Regions from separate parts of the Zea mays genome. Here regions 2, 3 and 4 are each linked to region 1. The links are chromatin contacts, called in public Hi-C maps. All regions are on one chromosome and are shown on one strand. The core of a region is the stretch at or near the end of the contact, and the rest is flanking DNA. Distances in the headings are between cores, read along the strand shown.

Region 1 (3,354 bases), core at 738-3,237:
AGCGACTTCATCTGCGACTTGTAGTGGTTCTCGATGTACTGCTTCGCCGCCACCACCTTCTGCTTGGTGGCGCTAGACAGCGCCTCCTCCCCCGCCGCGGCGGCCATCCTCGCGGAGCCACCGGCGCCGCCGTCTACGTGGACGCCACCGAGGACGAGCTCTTCCGCCTCACCACCAAGGAGGGGAAGTTCACCGTGGAGCGCGAGAAGGTGAAGATCGAGATGCAGCACTTCTCCCCCGTGGTGCAGTTCGAGCAGGACCCCGTGCAGATCCTAGACACGCTGCTCCCGCTCTACCTCAATAGCCAGCTCCTCCGTGCCCTGCAGGAGTCGCTCGCTAGCGAGCTCACCGCCCGGATGAGCGCCATGAGCAGCGCCACCGACAATGCCATCAAGCTCCACAAGAACCTCTCCCGCAGATCGATCCTGCTGCTGGGTCGATCTCGTTGACACGGCTATCGTCGCTTTGTTTCTTGGAGAAGGACGTGGAGGGTTGGGGAAAATGGATCTGGGTGCGGCGACGACTATCGGTGGGAGGGAGGGGGTCACCGCGAGCAGGGCGGGCGCAACGGTCGTGCGTCCTCTGTCGAGGCGAAGGCTGCGGCTGGGGGAAGACGGGGGGCGTCGGGGCGAGTGGAAGCGAACGCTGATTGCGGTGGGGATTCCGCTCTCCATGTTAGATTCTGGTCCAATCTTGTGGAGGCGAAGGCGCTGATTGCGGGGGCGGGGGCGTCGGGGCGAGTGGAGGCGAAGGCTACGGCTGGGGGAAGACGCTGATTGCGGATGGAGGCGCTGATTGCTCGTTCCCAGATCCAGAGCGTGGGGATTGCCGGATGCTGGCCACGTACCAGCCTGCATCGCGCCATGGTGCGGAGGTGGAGGGGGGAGCGGTGCATCGCGCAGAAGATTTTGGCGAGTGGATCGCGCTGGGTCCGACGGCGAGCAGAGAAGAGAGCGGGGCGCAGAGATGGCGGCCAGAGAGCGCGCAGATGGTGGGCGAGAGAGACAGCAAAGAGGAGAGTTCCTTGGAACCACGTGGACCTTCCAAATTCTCCTTCCATGATGGCGGGCGAGAGAGCGGAGAGCGGGGGCGCCGGCAGAACCGTGCGCCAAAAAAAAATGTGGACGCCTACACTAATAACTTAAGTAGTAGTAGAGATTTGAAGTTGTTTTGATATATTAGACTTTTATCATTCAAAATTTTGTTATTTAATTAGAAAAAAATTGAATATATATATATATATATATATATATATATATATATATATATATATATATATATATATATATATATATATATATATATATATATATATATATATATATATATATATATATATAGCCTTAAAGGCCCAAATTTTTTTGTTTCGCTCCGGGTCCATGAAACCTGAGGACCGACCCTGTGCTCCGGCCGGGCTTCTTTCTAAGCTTGCGTGCTCTCTTCTTATATATCTAGTGATATACTACCTATATCGTCTCTCTAGATGCCCTGGTCTTTGTCGTGTCATTCTCCGAGTATGTCCGTCTCTTCTCTTCCCCTCCTGCTCTACGAAACCTTGGAAGTGGGGGAGGCAAGGGATGGAGGTCTCTGATTTGCTGACTACGGTACTCGTGCGTTAATAAAAAATATTATGTAAAAAGCGGAGACAATTAATAAAAAATCTTGAGAATTTTTTTGTGAATAATTTACGTGGGTATTGTTGTAAGCCGTCGCAACGCACAGTTAACCGACTAGTAGGCATTAGATATCGAGATTTATTGGAGTTGCTCTAACAACGATCAAACATGCAAATCAGCAAATCAAAGCATAAACCCCTTTCCCAAAGCTCGTTTTCGCAAGGAACGAGCGGATAAACAGACCGTTCCCCACGCACGCACGCTCGCTCGCTCGCCGCTCGCCAACGTCGAGGATGCCCGCTTGGCAAGGGATCTATGCCCCATATTCCCCTTGCGTGCAAGCTCCCATCCCCGTGCCCTCGCCACGAGCACCCGAGGAAAGGCTTGCCCACTCGCGGATAGGCAGTGGACCCAGGGTGGCAGAGAGCTTGTTCCGGGGACGCGAAGCCAGCTGGGGAGAGGAAAACCGGGTGGGATTAAAAGGGGAGGGAGGGAGATAGACACACGAAAGCAACAGCAAGTAGAGAGAGAAGGGAAAAGGGTGAAGCCAGGGAGTTGTTGGTTCTGGTTCTGGTCGGCGTCGGAGGGGAAGGGGACAACGAGCGGCGAGGTGGGCAAGCGAAGGAAGGAGGGATATGGTGGCAATCTGAGTCTGCGGATCGCGGCGGCGGAGGGGATCGGCGGGAGCTGGGAGGCGGCACTCGGATGGTATTGGGTTTCGCCGGCGCCGGAGGCGGCGATCGTGGATGGGCAGCGGCGGGGTCGCGGGGCGTGGGTTGTAGGAGCGGTGGCGGTGGGGAAGCCAGAGTCGGAGCGGGTGCTTGCGCTGGTCTCCGCGCTGGGGAGGAGGGGAGGGAGCGGCGGGTAGGGATGAAGCGGGGGAAGGGGGCAAGGAATGGGTTGCTGCCGAGCTCGCTGCGGATCATATCGTCCTGCCTCAAGACGGTGACCTCCAACGCTGGCTCCGTCGCGTCTACCGTGCGCTCGGCGGGCGCCTCCGTCGCCGCCTCCATCTCCTCCCCTTCCGAGGACGAGAAGGACCAGGTTCACTGCCCCGCCCCTGCCCTCCTCGTCTTCAAACATTTTTTTGTTTTCATTTTTACGCTGCTAGTGCAGATGACTGTGGGCGATGGGGTTTGCTAACTTCAGTTCTATGCTTGCAATTGTGTACTCAATTGTCAATTGTGCATTCTGCAGTGGTAGGTTTGGGTAGTGCCTGGACGCACTTCCTTTGTTCCAGTAGATTCATCGTACTAGTAGCAATTACTCGCTCTTCAAGTGAGTTGACCATTAACAATGTTACTGCTGGATAGGAAAAGCTAGAAAATACTATAATATTGGATTGTTACCCTTGCAATCGTGTCTCAGAAACGCCATTTTGCAGTAGGAGCTGTGAGTAATCCAACGAGGTAGAGCTGATGTTCTTGTACTTTCGAAATTCCAGTGCAATTAATGGAGCTTTGAGTGAGTTGACCATGAATTTAGTTTAACTAGTCTGAAGTGAAAAGGCTGGAGAGCACAGATTAGATCAGTGTTCACCCAAACACTAAACAATAAGGAGTTGGCCACCTATGTTGTAGCTGTTTATTTGGGCTAAATGACAGTTTAAATGGTCTAAATTGCCATTTAAACAGGATAAGTGTCTGATTAAATGGACACGACTAGCCACTGCTGCGTCTAAATAGCATTTAAAGGGATAAATGGCTGTTTGGGTGGAACATCGGAGTCATTTTTGTAG
Region 2 (3,646 bases), core at 423-2,922, 180 kb before region 1:
TAATACACTCCACAGCATCTTTAACAGGGGAGAGCAATGCAATGGAAGCCTGAGGTCACATACACACACACCTGAGCATTCACCAGGAACTCGCCGTACAGCTTCTTCTCTCCGGTGTTGGGGTTCCTAGTGAAGAGCACGCCGGTGCCAGAGGTGTTCCCCATGTTGCCGAACACCATGCACTGCACGTTCACGGCGGTGCCTCTGAGGCCGGTGATCTGGTTGATGCTCCTGTACTTCTTTGCCCTCGGGCTCTCCCACGAGTCGAACACGGCCAGCACTGCCAACTCCAGCTGCCTCTTGGGGTCTGCAGCAGGGAGCTTCAGTGTGTCAGGTCGCTGGGTGACTGAGGATATGCATGGAATTAATGGAACACACACACACACACACTGCACCTGAGGGGAATGGCTCTCCCTTAGCCTCCACGTAGACGTTCTTGTACTGGCTCACCAGCTCTTTGAGGTCGGTGGCGGTGAGGTCGGTGTCGTTCTTCAGCCCCTTGGCTTTCTTCATGGCTTCAAGCTTCTCTTCGAACAGCGCGTGGGGGATGTCCATCACCTGGTGTGGTAAGTAAATAAAAAAGGATCCGATAAGAAAATCTGATGTGTTTTCACTCTGCGGTGGCCGGTGGTGGGATCGATTGTGTGTTTCCTCCAGTCCGACAAACCAAGTTTAACGACGTGGGCTCCAAAATCTGACAAGGACGTCTACGTGAATTCTGCCTCTTGGGTTCTGACCTGACGAAACTATGCCCACCTTTTAATTTGTTTTGTTTTTACCTCACCGATGGCGATTTGCGTCTGTGTGACAGAAACATGTTCGTTCGTTCCTCAGGTAATGGAACTGTTAAAGTCGTTTAGTTTTTATATATATGAAGTTTATAAAAAATAATAGTAAAAACCAGCCACGTTCGTTTAGCCCAAGGGAAAGCGGCTGGCCACATACCCTGGTCTATAGCTAGCAATTAGCAAACAGACAAAGAAAAAAAAAGAACTCCAGCCTTGGTGGACCGATCAGGTTGGAGGGAGCTAGGAGTAGAATACTAGTTAGTACTCACGACGTTGCCGAACATGTCGAGGAAGCGGCGGAAGGAGTCGTAGGCGAAGCGGTCCCCGCTCTTGGCCGCCAGCCCGGCTGCCACTTGGTCGTTGAGCCCCAGGTTGAGCACCGTGTCCATCATCCCGGGCATGGACACCGCGGCGCCGGAGCGGACGGAGAGCAGGAGCGGGCGCCGCGGGTCGCCGAGGGCGGCGCCCATGTACTCCTCCACCCACCGCAGGCCGTCGAGGACCTCCGCCCAGAGCCCCGGCGGGAGGGCGCGCCCGGCCTCCTGGTACTGCTGGCACGCCTCCGTCGACACCGTGAACCCCGGCGGCACCGACAGCCCGATGCTCGCCATCTCCGCCAGGTTCGCGCCCTTGCCGCCCAGCTGCATGTACGTAGTAGTAGTATTCATCATCAGCGTGCATACATATGCATACATGCAGTAGCAAAGCAAGCGAATTGAATACAGAAGAAGGACCCTCTCACCAGCTCCTTCATGTTCTTGTTGCCCTCGCTCTTGCCCTTGCCGAAGTGGAACACCCTCTGCGACGAACGGCCACATGGAGCGGGCGCCATTAGCACGGCAAAGCAAAGCAAACAACACTGATCAGTGACAAGATACAACAACGGGCGCTGTGGCTGATGACGAAGCAGCAGGGCCTGCGCCGGGCTCTATTTATAGCAGCGGCAGTAGGCAGTAGGCAGCCGGCCCCGCGCTCGTGTCTGATGATGTGACACTGACAGGCGGGAGCCCAAATCATGCAAGCATGTACGTACGCAACACTTTTTTTTATTTTTTATTTTTCACAAACCCAGGGGAAGCCCCTGGTATATATAAAAAACAAATAAAATAGGCGAAGAAGCGTTCGGGCACAAAATCGGTTGGGCAAAAATCCATGCTCGGATGGGCTTTTACACGTACGCACCCAGCTAACCGGATGCATATCCGGACGCCCGGTAACCTCACCCCGCGTCACTGCCACTGCCTCGCCCCTAGTGCCCCCCTCCCTTTCTGTTTCGTCGATGCAATGTGTGCGTGCGTGTGTTGCTTGCCTTCGTGAACAGATGCAATGTGTGCGTGGCTGTGGTTGTCAGTCTACCAAGCCGCTTCAAAAGCATAGATACACACGGGTAATAAATATTTTAACAAATAGCTTGTGATCGAGTGTAAGAAGATTGGTAATCTACTAATGCGAAATTAGCGTGAGCGTCGTCTTCTATCTTGAGGAGCAAAATTAGCATGCATTTCTGCCATCTATATAATGGCATCAAGGATGTTTTGCCTCATGCAGGTAGGCTCTCGATCGGTCAATGAAGCTAGAGAAGCGCTAACTGAAGCTTGAGTACTGGTCAGTAAATGCATGGCCTGCCAAGGCCCAACCCTGGTTACCATACCTGGTGTGCATCCAGCCAGAGAAAGAAAGAAAAAAGAAAAGAAAAACTGAAAACTGATGAATTGCTCACGCTGGCTGCTAGCGTCCGTCCAAGCGCCGCTTCTGTGTGTGACTCACGCTGTCGTGTCAGCCGCACGCATGCGTGACGCGCGGTACGCGCGCAGGCGCAGACGCAGACGCAGACGCAGACGCAGACGCAGACGCAGACGCGGCGCGCGCTTTCTGTTTCAGAAGGACGACGACGCCGCGTCGTCGTTGGTCGCTTGCTCGAGTAGTCGAGTGCTCTCGGACGACGATGGAAGGCTAGTTGAATAGTTAGTTGATCGATCAGTAGAGCTTGTTAGAAATCTCCTCTTTTTTTTTATTCGTCGATCGTATCAGTAGCCTCGGACGATGGGATCGAAACTTAGGCGTTATTTGTTTCGAATTATAATCTCTCTAAATTATATAATCCAGCACAAATAATCTAATAGGTAAACAAGCACATATATTATGAGTTCATATTATATAATCTAAAGTCTAGATTATGATAATCTCATAATCTCCTCAAGAGTAGCTTATTTGAGATTATTTTGACAAAATACCCACTTAAATAGAAATTATAATATATGTTATCCTTCTTTTCTCACCTCAAATAAACAAACAAGGATATTATTGTCTTTATGAATAGTCTATATTCAGTGGCGGACCCAGCTACTATATTTAGGGTGTGCCAAGAAAAAAAAATTAAAAAAACAAACAAAAAATAAGGATCAACAAGACTCGAACCTTGACCACCAAGTTTAAAATATAGCACTTACACCACTATGCTAACTACACTTTGATTTTAGGATGTGCCGTGGACCATATGGACCACCCGCTGGGTCCGCCCCTGTCTATATTTATATAATCTAGACTACTAAACAACTACATATAAATTATAATATGTCTAGATTATAATCTAGATTATATAATTTAGATTATAATCCAGATTATATAATCTATAAGCTGAAACAAATAGATCCTTAACTACACGCCCTAGATGCAGGCAAGGACCATTATTTTCCCCCCTTCTAGTATATTTTAATTATACCGTCTTTTCTCATCAGGACTCAGGCGGAGCGTGCATACGTGCGATCCGATCGTGTCTTGACTTGTGCAACGTCACTTGAGTTATGCGAGTAGCTGGACAGCAATAGATATGAGAGGGAAAAACGGTTCTTTTGGAA
Region 3 (3,345 bases), core at 548-3,047, 140 kb after region 1:
TTGAGCTAGCTTGGATCAGTGACACACCCCCTACCTGGCGCGCTAGCTGTCGGTGTTTTAGGTCCGACCGCGCACCCAGGGTTGCCCCTCGAGGTGCTTTTTGGAGTAGGACGGTGTTACCGACTGTAGCTCGATGGTTCATGCTAGTGCTTTTTGGAGTAGGACGGTGTTACCGACTGTAGCTCGATGGTTCGTGCCAGATGCATGAGAGACAGTAGACAATCTTGTACAGGTTCGGGCCGCTTTGAGATGCGTAATACCCTATGTCCTGGTGTGGATCTTTTATGTGGTGGGTTACAGGGGAGTTCTCTAGTACCAGAGATGCTAGAGAGCTGAGTAGATGGCTAATGAGTGAGTTGTGTTTGAGGGGGTGCCCCCTAGGCCTTATATACTCGACCATAGGGCGTTACATGCGGATATGATAACAACATGCGCCTAAGTAATAGTGAACCGACTGAGCTTATCTTCCTATTATTCTACCGACTTATCATCATTTAGCTCCGACGCTTGAGGCCGCAGCGCAGGAGAAACAAATCACTGATGTGGATAATGCTTGAATTCATTGGGCCGCCTGGACTCGAGTTGATCCAATCTTGCGTCGATTCATTCTGCCAGACATTCCTCCCCAGACCCACGAATGGATGGCCTTGCGAAACAATGGGCCCAAGGCCTTTCGCGAGGTCTTCTAGCCTTCTAGTGGACCCGAGGGATATCTGTCCCCAACATCACCCCCTCTTGGGCGTCATGATCATTTCACCTTTGTGTAGGGGCACCAACGAGGATTAATAAGAACCTTACATGGTTCTTGATATTTCGATAAAAATATCGGCACTTCAATGTGCTACCTTACTTAAGCTTCTGCATTTATATTTATTCCTTTAGTTATGTGCTTTACCATTCCTATCTTAGATCATAGGCTACTTGGTAGAACTGAAACTTAGGTTGCATAACTCATTTTGCGGTAGAGATAGCAACACTTAGACATAATCTTTATTGCACTAGCTTTCTTGGTTATCCGTATAGGTTTTGTTTAAGAGATTAAATTAGAGGCCTAGTTTAGAGCGATAAATAGGAAGTCCTAATTCACCCTCTAGGCATCCACGTTCATTTCAGAGATCAAGCATGGGCACAATAAGGGATACAAGCCTATGGGAGAGTCACACATTGGGAATGAGTGGGAGTCAACTAAAGAATCAAGTGAAAAGGATGAGACAATTGCAATTGTGGCGAGTCAAGGTGAGAAGGTAAAATTAAAGGCTTAACCTCTTCCATCTCCTAGCGATGTCGTCTCTAGTGAACTTAGTGATAGATCTGGTAATGATGGATCTAGTGATGAAGAATATGATAACATAATTAAAAAAATTGGATCCAAAGACCAAGTTATTCACCACCAAGCTAGTGGAGGATTTAGATTTTGTCCAAACCAAACTAGCAAATAGAGATGATGATCTCTATGAGCAAGAAAAAGATGTATATTATATTGCTTGCAAGGAAGCTCTTGCAATATATATAATAGAGAGAAGTGGGGTGGACTCCTTGCAAGAGGCTTTGGCCAAAGAGCAAGTAGCAGAAGAAAGGCAAATGTTTTGATCAGCAAAAGAGCTTAGAACAGCTTTAAGGAAGAAAATTGTCTTGGGCAAGCTTCTAGCTAGTACCAATCAATAAAAGAACACGGTGCTACCAATCAATAAAAAAATTTCGGTGAATAATTCGTAGCAGTGGACGTTGATATGTAGAGGCTGTGCACCGGGCCCGTACGTGATCACAACCGCTGCGTGTAGTCCGTGTCGGACGGCGAGAGCGTGGACCACCACACCACCCCCCGTATGCATGGCCACGTGAACTGAATGCGGTGCTAGTAGCTAGCTCTAGCACCCCCGACCCGACGACGCTTCTTGCCATAATGGTATGGAAATGTTAGGTAGGCGTAGGTGCTAGAAACTGATCCCCCGATTGCCGAACGCCGCAGCTAGGGCTGGAAATAGATGTCTGGATATTCGAATTATCCGTATTTGTATTCGCTAAAACTGCTAATATGGATATTCGATTATTCGTATCCGTATTCGATTTCAATATAGATGTCAAATGGATGTATTCGAATTCGATTTATAGTACTTTTCTCTATCCGATTCCATATTCGTATTCGAAAAAACCATAAAACATTCGATACTATCCGTATCCGTGAAAAAAATATGTTTCATGAAACCTTTTAAAACTTAACTTTATCACTAATTACTAATTAAAATTGATTTTAAGATTAATAATATACTGAAAAAATGATACATATCATTTTAGATATTAAAAATTATTTATATGATATATAAATAAATATATCAACCTTATATTTCTAGTGATATTCAATACTAAAATCCAACAGGTTTCATAAACATTTAATTATAACTCTCAACTTTATCTATATAGTGAACACATCTCAATAAAGTTCTATAAACATTCAACTATCACTCTCCACTTACAATATAAAGATAAATTTCTTAATGTTTTCATTTAAGTTTTGGTATACACATTTATATAGGACATTCATTCATTTTAGAACGGAAAATTTGTTTTTATTGGTACATTTACTTTTTTATATCAATTCTAATTTACTTGTATTTGTACAAATGTCACTTATTAAATATCACGTGCTGTTGTTTATCTTTTGTTACATGCTTCGATAGTTTAAAAATATTATTTATATAGTTTTGTTGACTTGGATATGAAGGATCACAAGAAATCTATTTTATTTTAAGTTTGTTTTGACTATCTATAAACTTATACTTAAATTAAATACACATATACATATGTTAAATTTCAGAATATGATGTTTGAGTTGAATTGAGTAAATATCTGAATAAAAATTCGAATTCGACTATCCGTTTTGTATTCGTATCCGAATTCGAACAAAAATATGGTAAACTATGACATTCGTATTCGTATCCGTGCGTATTCGATCCGTTTCCACCCCTAGCCGCAGCATGCGCTAGTCGTGTTCGTGCACTCGTGTCTCGTGTAGCACGCAGACGCAGACGCAGCTGGTCGACAACTGTTGTGGTGCCAGCGCCGGACCGGCCGCTGTACGCCCATGCTCGTCGATGCTATGGTCCTGCGGAGCGAGACAGCTGGGAGAGGCAGTAGTGACCCTTGGTGGATGCCTGTCCACTCGTCCCGCGCGTACGTGAATATAATACGTGATGTGTCCTTGTGGCGGCCGGCTTGGGGTTCGTGTCTTCGTCACCGGCACGCGCGTACGAGCATTCCAGCGAAACGTCGTCGTCCACCACCGTACGGCTCCGATCCCCCTATGAATGACTACTGTCTGTAGAGCTTGGAACTAGAAGAAGATCG
Region 4 (3,405 bases), core at 298-2,797, 250 kb before region 1:
TGGTCTATTATGACAATGTTAGTGCCGTCTACATGTCCTCTAACCCGGTTCAGCACCAGCGTACAAAGCATATTGAGATTGATCTTCACTTTGTTCGCGACAAGGTCGCCATTGGGGATGTTCGTCTTCCGACGACATCTTAGTTTGCTGACATTTTCACTAAAGGCATGTCGTCCTCGATCTTCACCGACTTTAGATCCAGTCTCAACATCTGTCGTGGCTAGAGTTGGGACTGCACGGGGGGGGGGGGGGGGGGGGGGGGGTTTAGAATATTTGTATAGGCCTTATGTGTGTGGGGGGTCGGGCTGTCATTTGCGTATGTACAGGCCCGGCCCATAGGTGTTGCGCCACCTCTGCTGGGAGGTTTTTCCCCCTGTCTTGCCGCCACCCTCCTGTAGGCGGCAGCCCTAGGGTTTCCTCCCCTCCTGTCTGCCTATATATGTTGCCCCTTGGGGTCCTATCAATACACACAAATCATAGGCGACTATCCCTGTCCAACAACTTGGATTCTAATAATGGCAAATGATTGTTTTGTTCTCTTAAATTCCTCCCTTCTGGTTACTAGCAATAAACTTAGACATTTACACCTAAAATCTGAACCAAAGCATAACAGCACACCAGCAACTTCTGTAATAATACATGTAAAACATTTCAAGAACTCAAAGACAAATTTCGCGTTTGCATTGATTCACCTGATAAAAACCGTGCATGACATGAAAGCATATACAAGACTCAAAGAGCAAACGATGGGTGCTTTAGAATCAATTTAAGATACTTTCTTTTCCATTTTCCCAATATTTCAGGTGCCTGATTTTTTAGATGACATCATGCAACATTTTTGTACAACTAACTAGTAGAGGTAAATTATTTTCTTATGATTTATCTTTGTATCATAACGTATCGAATTTTTGTCTTTGTTTGACTATAAAAATAGTTGTTAGCTGTCTTTGTGTCAACACGGATCAGATTTTATTGGGTTTGTGATTTTGTCTAATTGGTTTTTTATTCTCGAAACTGTAATTTTAGTATATAAAATATATGCAATAACCGTCGTCTAAAAAAACTAGAATTCAGGCATATGAATTTTAGCAAATCCCTTTCTTTTTATCAAAATGGATTTGCGGGAGAACCTATGTGTGAATCGACCCAACCCTAATCCCCAATGTCTGGAACTAAAATTGCACGCAATATTTTCCGTATCAAAAATCAAGCATGCATACTAGCACTACAATCTAGCGCGGACACAAACCTTTCGAAACAAAATAACCAGATGCAACCGATGAACCAAGTGGTTAATAGAGCCACTACTATATCCAACAAAGTCAACACCTGATAATGATGTATCTGGCACAAAACGAAGTACCCACATCAACGACGCAGGCCGCCAGGGCAAGAAGGGGCCAAAGCTACAGCGCATATCAATCCACAAAACAAGGTGCCATCGATCTGTGAGGAAGAGCGCGAAGAAGTGCAAACCTGAGAGGGGGCCGAACCCGGGGTCGACCCTGTTGTCATGCCGACGGCGAGGTGGCAGAGGGGCACAGGCGACACGGGGATTGGGGAATGGACGGGCTGTATCTGTTTGTGAGAGGAGGACTGCGGAGGGCCTGGTCGTCAACTAGAGATCGACAATGGGCCTGATTCCCAATTTCTTACCATGACTCGGATTGTTCTATGGGCCGCAGAAAACCCCCGGATAAACTTGGGGCGTAGCTTTCACAGGATGTGTGTGATCAGAAGCGTACTATAAACTCCTAGGTCAAATTTCGCGCATGCATCACGTGATCGGTTCATTGCATAGGTGCATGAGAATAGTCTCTAAATTCTACACTATAAAATTTAAAAATCAGATTGGATTAGAATAAACTCTATTTCTACTCATTTTTAAACTAAAAATTATTTATAGCGTTATTATTTTGTAAAGAATCATTTGGATCGCGATCCATTATCAATTACCACCCCTAGCTACGTCCAAGCTCGCGTCGTCCCGTGGACCGTGTGCAGCGGGTATTCGATTGGTGGGTTGGAGCCTACACCCGCGCCTGCAGCCATTGGCTCATTTTGGCTTGCTTGCCTACATGCGTGTAAACGCAGCTTTCCCACGTTTCCCGCGGGCCAGGCTCGTGCGAAGCCAGTGCGGGATACCAATCACGCGTGCAGAGGACGTGTGAATTCCCTGAAGACTCGCTGACTTCCGGACAAGTCAGCACCAATCTCGTAGACGCGGGGGACTGAACGTTCGGCGCATCGTGTGTGTAACTCCTCTTCTATCGAGAATAAGGCAGAGAGGGAGCTCCTACGAAAACAGAGACACATCAATAGGCATAGTCATCTTCTAGCTCGAGAACTCTTTGTAACTAAGAACATTGTGCAATACAACTCCACAAACTCACAGGGTGTAGGGTATTACACGCACAAGCGGCCCAAACCTTTATAATTCTATGTGTTCTGTCGTGCCCTAAACAAACCATCGAGCTACGATTGGTCTCGCCATCCTCCCAAAAGCACTATGCGGTATCCTGTAGTGTGTCGTCGGGACCAAACACCGACATTGTAGGCAATTCATTATTTTTAAATAGCAAGATGATTTTAGCCTCTCTAATCACCTTTGGTATCCTTGCTCAAAAAATCCCTTAGGATATGGGGATGGAGAAGTTTCTTCCCCCATAGGGATGTAAACAGGAAAAAATCTCCCTCGATAGATAAACGGGGACGGGGATAGGGAAACATTTCCTATCCTCATTCCCGCAGGGATCTATTAAACTTACACGTGACAATGTTTTCGTGTAATAGTTAATGATAAAAATAAAAAATTACCTTGTCAAGAGACCACTCATTATGCAAAATGTGTTCATTTTGATGTACACATAATGTTTTTCATTGACAATATGTATAAGTGACAATGTTTTGTATTAATAACAAATGGCATATGATTATAATTTAAGCGGGGAGGGGATCTTCGTCGAGGATTTATCCCCATGGGGTATGAGGATGGGAAACAAATATCCCCGCAAACGTTCATGGGTTTCCCTCGAGGAAAAAATTTTCATCACGAGGACGGGGAGCTATTCCTCGATGGGAAATTCCCTATTGCCATACCTAGTCAAGACTGAGGAATATGGAGCTTGTATTTTGTATGGGTTTGTCGGGGACCATAATTAGGGGTACCCTCAAGACGCCTAATTCTCAGCTGGTAACCCCCATCAGCATAAAGCTGCAAAGGCCTGATGGGCACGATTAAGTCAGGGATCAGTCCATACGAGTGACTCGATCACGCTTCACCCGAGCCTAGCCTCGGCCGAAGGCAGCCGACCTCGAGAGACTTCTGTCTCGCCCGAGGCCCCCTTTTTATGGCGGACACATCACCGGCTTGCCCAAGGCCTTGGCTTCGCTCAGAAGCAACCT

Evidence for each region. A called contact is a pair of places that touch in the nucleus more often than the background predicts.
Region 2: a Hi-C map of tassel shows a contact between it and region 1, with 4 times the contacts expected there. The contact joins the promoter of LOC103635678 here to the promoter of LOC103635676 in region 1. A contact is called at or near these places in 9 of 25 Hi-C or Micro-C datasets (bundle sheath, ear, endosperm and 2 more) and 1 of 3 datasets of contacts at active chromatin or transcription factors (leaf).
Region 3: a Hi-C map of leaf shows a contact between it and region 1, with 4 times the contacts expected there. The contact joins the enhancer-like site here to the promoter of LOC103635676 in region 1. A contact is called at or near these places in 2 of 25 Hi-C or Micro-C datasets (bundle sheath and leaf).
Region 4: a Hi-C map of ear shows a contact between it and region 1, with 2.6 times the contacts expected there. The contact joins the promoter of mbd101 here to the promoter of LOC103635676 in region 1. A contact is called at or near these places in 2 of 25 Hi-C or Micro-C datasets (ear and endosperm).

What each region holds. Positions count from the first base shown.
Region 1 is chr8:109,142,182-109,145,535 of Zm-B73-REFERENCE-NAM-5.0, reverse strand. It overlaps LOC103635676 (autophagy-related protein 18h), which reads left to right and starts at 1,987. Exons shown (of 10, transcript XR_557556.4): 1 at 1,987-2,660. It overlaps LOC103637166 (ATP synthase subunit gamma, chloroplastic), which reads left to right and starts at 114. Exons shown (of 1, transcript XM_008659417.1): 1 at 114-449. The coding sequence starts at 114. The coding sequence ends at 449.
Region 2 is chr8:109,317,293-109,320,938 of Zm-B73-REFERENCE-NAM-5.0, reverse strand. LOC103635678 (pyruvate, phosphate dikinase 2-like) reads right to left here and starts at 1,672. Exons shown (of 18, transcript NM_001358399.1): 1 at 1,531-1,672; 2 at 1,058-1,429; 3 at 396-558; 4 at 72-307. The coding sequence starts at 1,620.
Region 3 is chr8:109,003,738-109,007,082 of Zm-B73-REFERENCE-NAM-5.0, reverse strand. No RefSeq gene overlaps it. Among protein-coding and RNA genes, the nearest start is that of LOC103635675, 25 kb to the right of the region's middle. Within about 2 kb of position 1,797, at least 16 of the 20 cell types and tissues checked have an H3K27ac peak or open chromatin away from gene starts, as enhancers often do. A contact at or near this core is called in bundle sheath and leaf, where this site is marked.
Region 4 is chr8:109,390,834-109,394,238 of Zm-B73-REFERENCE-NAM-5.0, reverse strand. It overlaps mbd101 (methyl-binding domain 101), which reads right to left and starts at 1,547. Exons shown (of 2, transcript NM_001111702.1): 1 at 1,477-1,547. The coding sequence starts at 1,515.